Regions from separate parts of the Mus musculus genome. Here region 1 is linked to region 2. A link is a contact called in public promoter capture Hi-C data. All regions are on one chromosome and are shown on one strand. The core of a region is the stretch at or near the end of the contact, and the rest is flanking DNA. Distances in the headings are between cores, read along the strand shown.

What was found. Promoter capture Hi-C pulls out the DNA fragments that hold promoters and counts their contacts.
Region 1: a contact with region 2 is called in a promoter capture Hi-C map of pre-B cells. The contact joins the promoter of Tbl1x here to the promoter of Dkc1 in region 2. A contact is called at or near these places in 1 of 39 promoter capture datasets (pre-B cells) and 1 of 115 datasets of contacts at active chromatin or transcription factors (astrocytes).

What each region holds. Positions count from the first base shown.
Region 1 is chrX:77,509,901-77,512,600 of GRCm38.p6, forward strand. Tbl1x (transducin (beta)-like 1 X-linked) reads left to right here and starts at 1,327. Exons shown (of 16, transcript NM_020601.2): 1 at 1,327-1,369.
Region 2 is chrX:75,094,558-75,097,257 of GRCm38.p6, forward strand. It overlaps Dkc1 (dyskeratosis congenita 1, dyskerin), which reads left to right and starts at 1,297. Exons shown (of 15, transcript NM_001030307.2): 1 at 1,297-1,570; 2 at 2,277-2,344. The coding sequence starts at 1,555.

The DNA of each region.
Region 1 (2,700 bases), core at 77-2,576, 2.4 Mb after region 2:
CAAATTGATTTTAAAAATACTCAGCAAGGCAGACACCAAAGGTGCTGAGGAGGAGGGCCGAATATTTATTTAATTGAATTAAAGGCGGGAGTATGGGGGGAAATCGTCACCGATGTGGAAGAGAGGAAGCGCCAGGGCTGGGCCTTACCAGCCTTGGCAACAGAAAACACTTTGCCAGCGCCTGCGGTTTCAGGCCTGGGGGTGGGGATTTACAGATTTGAGGGCCCCAGTACCCTAACATAGTCCTCCATAGTCCCAGCTTATTTGTGCCTTAGTCTTGTGTTAAAGCGTCTCCCCTATGCATTTCTGACTATTGGCCGAGAGGTGTTTTGCAAAGGTCATGGCTGCGCCCGAGTCCTCAATTTTTGCGGTGGGCGTAAAGGCAACTGGGGAGGGGGATGCTTTATGTCGTTAATTTTGAAGAAGATGCGCTTGGAGATGGTGTTACACGAGAACCTTCTAGGCTAGCTGGGCGGCTTCATCTTTTGAGGTGGGGGAGGGTAACACTTTCAGTGGCTTGGGTTACCATTCCCTCTTTAAATCTTCAGGGTGGCCCTTGTTCCCATCCCCCCTCCTCCCGAGCCACCTTGGCGTGAGGGGTGTGGGATTGAGTATCCGTGTAGGGGCCCTGTTCCCCCCTCATTCCTCTCTGAGCCTGGTAGGGGCCTGGTTGGGGCCCAGAGGGCAATGCTCAGGCTTCCCTCCTCCACCTTGGGCTTGGGGCGGGGAGAGGTGGGGGTGGGGAGGCTTTAGGGTGAAGAACTGTGCCGAGATGTAAGTCTTTTCCCTGCCCCCGGGGGGCTGGGTCTGGACTTGGTCCGGGGAAGGGCGGGCCTGGCGTCCTAGCCCTTACTGGGGGGAGGGGCTGCCGCGTGGGGACGCTGCCCCCCCAAGGAGCTCGGGGAGGGGCCGGCGGGCACGCGGTGGGGGAGGGCAGGGCTGTAGAGAGCCTCTTCCAGGTGTCTGGGGAGGGCGGCGCGCTGTCGACCCTCTTGGCACGTCTCCCAGCCTGGGTAGGCTTGCTCGCGTCCGCTCCCAGCGGAGGTCACTGGCCGTGTCGGTCCCTCCCGCCGTCCCGCCCTCTCCCGCCGCCGCCGCTCCCAGCCCAGCCCCCCCCAGTCTCGACGCTCGGGAGCGACAAGCCGCCAGCGCCCCCGCCCCGCCGCCGCTGCAGCGCCCTCCGGCCGCCATTCGCCACCGAAACTTTCCAGCGCTAGCTCTTCTCGTGGACTAGGTGGCGGGCCAGGGGTAGCGCGCGGCTGCTCCGGGGCGCTTGGCCCTCGTCGGCCTCCGCGCGGCCCGGGGTTGGTGACGGTGGACCCGCCAGTACGCTGAGTGCGCGGCCACAAGTTGCACGGCTCGCGGCGAGGTGAGTACACGCCGGGCAGGGGCTCAAACTTCTCGGGCCGAGGGGCGCGGTGGTGACCCCAATCGCGGGCCCTGAAGCTTCAGGAGGGGCAAGTTCCCGTGTGCCCCCCCAACCCCAGGTTGGGCGCGCTCCCTGCACGCCGAACAATACCTCTGGGGCGGCCGCTCCCCGAAGTGGCCGCGCGCGCGGGGGGCGGGAAAGGCCTGGGTGCGCCTTTGTTTTGGGGAGAGGGAAAGGCAAGTTTAGGGACGCTCTGCAGTTCGTCCCAGCATCTCTTTGTCTGAGGCTCCAGAGGGGGTTGGCTGGGCTGACCCGCGTCGCCCTGGGACTTGGGGGCCGCGCGGGATCCCCTTGTGGGGGAGGGGAGCCTCATTCATCCTCGAGGCGCGGGCCGGCGCTCCCGGAACACGGTGGACGCGCGGCGGCGCGCGGGGGATAGTGGCTGGCCCGTTTGTGATCAGTTTCCGAGGCGCAAACTGTCAGGGAAGTCCGGGAGCCCCCTCCCCATACCTACTCCCAGGCCTGGTCTCGGGGACCAGGGTGTGTGTGGGGGGGTGACAACGACGGAGGGCGGCTCCTCTGGCTAGGTGAGGGAGAGGGACCGCCCAGTACGGCCTGGGGAGGGTGTAAACCTGTTGCTTTGGGGCTGGGGAGGGGTTCTCCAGATCTGCACTCACCCACATCCTCGTCTTAGGAATTTCCCTTACGTAGAGAAGGGTGCTGGGAGCAGGAGTTTATGTAGGAGGGGTGCGCCTTTGAACGTCGGTGATCTTCGGGTTTTGTGACAACTTTAGGAGGAGACTACAGGCCCGCTGGTGCTGGATGGGGCCTGGGCTTCACGTGCGTGACCAGTGAGCAATCAGGAGCTTGGGGCTTTTTTTTTTCCCTCTCTCTCTCTTTTTTTCTTTTTCTTTTTTTTTTTCCCCCAGCGTCTGGCGTTCTCAGAGGCCTCCGCACTGTAAATTCCGCAGTTAGGGTCGGCTTGTTTCTTTCTGACCAAGTGTTGTGGGGCAAAACCTAAAACAGCTCCCCTCCCCCTAACCAAAACCTAAGCCATACTGCTAGTGCAAGTGTTTGTTTCTGTTCTGCTTTGGTGTGTGTGCCTTGACCTGACTAGTGTTTTTCTCTGAGCTAGTCCCTGGTTTAACTTAAAAGAGGACACAAGAATACAGGAGGAGGAGTGAGTGCTTTGTCCTACTCCCCCCCCCCCCCAGTCTTGGTTTAGGGTAGCAAATAGGTCTTGGTGAGCCTATGAAATTTACCATTGGTCATTTCTAAAGACACATATCAAGGTATGAAATAGTGTTGAGTGTAGATGGCACTTTTATTTT
Region 2 (2,700 bases), core at 47-2,546:
GAAAGTAGAAAAAGTTGGGACTTCAGGAAGCTACTGGAGAAATAGAGACATTATAATGATGGTTAGAGAAGTAAGAGTGAAGAAAAATCCACGGGTTCTGGAACTCTCCGAAAGCAAAATCTCTCCAAAAAGATTTGAGCATAGAGATACAGGACAAAGATGAAGGCACTGGACAAATGGCAAATGAGTACTTCAGATTTACTCACCCTATTAATTATCACTGGAGCATTATAAAATAACATTTAATTCTAAGGGTCTTATCTGTTAATAGTCAATTCTGATCATTACCACTATTAGCAAAATGAATTCCATAAAGACATAAAAACCCATTGTAAGTCATAGTAAAAAAGAAAAAAAAAACAGAAAAAAAAACTGAAAAAATCTGATTTTAGCATTGTAGATCAGAAGAAAAAGAATACTATTTTTTTTTTTTTTGTCAGCAACAACTAACTGGAAAACTATTGGCAAATGATTCCATCTACAATGAAGATAACTAATGATCTATCAAATTCACTAGATATGGGTTATGAATCCAGAAAGCCAAAAGAATCTACAGAGGTAGAATAGGAAACAGGGTGAAGGAGGATATTCCAGAGATCTTATCTCAAAGGCAGTAGCTCGGATTAACAGCCAGAAGACTCTACCCGACAAAAGTCAGGGCTCAATCCTAGAGCTGTTACTTTCTGGCTGTTACATTATCTCAGCCACTAGAGCTCTGCACTTGATGTCCAGGCTGTGGAATTCGAACTTAAGTGTACAGGTTAAGTGTGAAACACACTGGAAAAAAACTTCATACAGAAAAAAGCAAAACATTACACACTGCTGCATATTGCTTCCGTATTAAAATAACATGCCAGATCCGCAGGGTTATGTAAAATTAACTACCAGAATCACTTTCAACCTTTTTAGTTTGATGTAGCTGCTAGAAAATTTAAAAGTTTACACGAGGCTTGCACTCAATTCCTATTGGCCAATACAGCCATAACTTAATAGGAATTTCAAGGAGTAAACAGCTTTCACTTTGACACTGTGTACCTCAATGTCTTTTTCAATTGAAACTGACATGATAGCAAGCAAAAAAATGTCTGTTTGAGTTAAAACCAGCTATTTATAGCGCGCTAAGAAGGATGTCCAAGTGCTGAAGCTGAAGCTAGACTGGAGGAGGGTACAGTACAGCCCACCCGCTGTAGTCTGTTACTGCAGAAGCCTGGCCAAGGTTCCAAGGCGCTCTGCCAAGGGTTGGCAGTGTGGGGTTGGGGTGGGGAGGAGTGAGGGGGAGCTTCCAGGCGCATGTGCGGTCACACCTCCGTGGCCGAATCAGCCAATGGGATTGAGTAGACAGTCCGCGGGTTCGTAGAGATTCCTGCCCCCGTACCCCGTCCTGTCCTCCTCCTCCTCCTCCTCTTCTCTACGTCCCTTTTTTATATCAGCAAGCTAGGGGCGGTGCAACGGTGGGCGGGTCCTAATGACGTGCCCGGACGGGTCTCACACCATAGGAGTCTACAGTTCTTAGTTTGTGGCGGCTTGGGCGGGACGCACGCGGTGCAGTTCAAGATGGCGGATGCAGAAGGTAAGAGGTTCTGGTGGCAGTGCCATGAGACCTGTGGGGCCTCCTACACGACCCGGAGCTAGTTATAGTGAGATTGCATCGTGACCCGCGGTTCCCCGTGTTCCCGCTCGCAGTTTGGCTGTCTCACCACTCGGCTCTGGCTCTACCTGTGAATGCACGCATTCGTGACCAGTGACTAGGCTTCATTAGATCCTGGCTTCGTGCAAAAGATTCTACCAGGGTCCCCTCCCAAAGGCATCAGCCGTGGAGGCGACTGTGTCGTGATAAGGAGACGCGGTAGCATTTCTGCTGGCACTAGGCAGGACATTATGGAAATGAGGGTAGCAAAGGTGCAGAGCAAGGGTTAGGAAGGAAAGGAACAGAGGAGTTGGAAGCAAGTGTAACTCAGACCTACAAGAAAAACTTTAAGAGATCACAAGCCCCTATGGACAGTGCAGTGTTCGTTTGTGAAACTTTCCAGCCTGTGGACAAGTGCTTCCCTAAGTAATATTTGGCCTTGCCACAGCCACGTGGAGAACCCGAAGGGAAGCCAACACGTGCTAGAGTCATTTACCAGCCAAGCCATCCTAGTGTTTGGCCTCACAAACGTAAGTTCTCTCCAGTAATGTCAGACTTTAAAATGTTTTCTTTGTCCCGATTTTAGAGTTAATTTTAAACTTTGGTTTTAGTTTTCAAAATCTTCAAATATTGAGTTTGTTTCTTGTAGTAATTACATTCCCAAAGAAGCATAAGAAGAAAAAAGACCGGAAGCCATTACAAGAAGATGATGTTGCCGTGAGTAGAAATTTACTTTGCTTCGACTGATTGAGATAATTTAGTAAACAGCACATTAAAGGGGGAAAGTGCTTTTAAATATTCTCAATCAATATGCTAGTACTTAGTGGTCATTATGTAGAACGGGCAAAAACCTGAAATCATACAACTCCCAGAGAAATTTTCTAACATGCATGGCATGCTAAATGGTGAGCTATTGACCCTGAATTTCTCTGCCTTACTCCATCAGCAGACCCATGGTTTTGTTAAAATATTTGGATTCAACTTGATCTTCCTAAAGTTGAGTGACCTGGGTTTCAGAAATCACACCCCTCCTTTCCTCTTGTTTAAAAGGCATGCACTTCCAAAATTAAGCT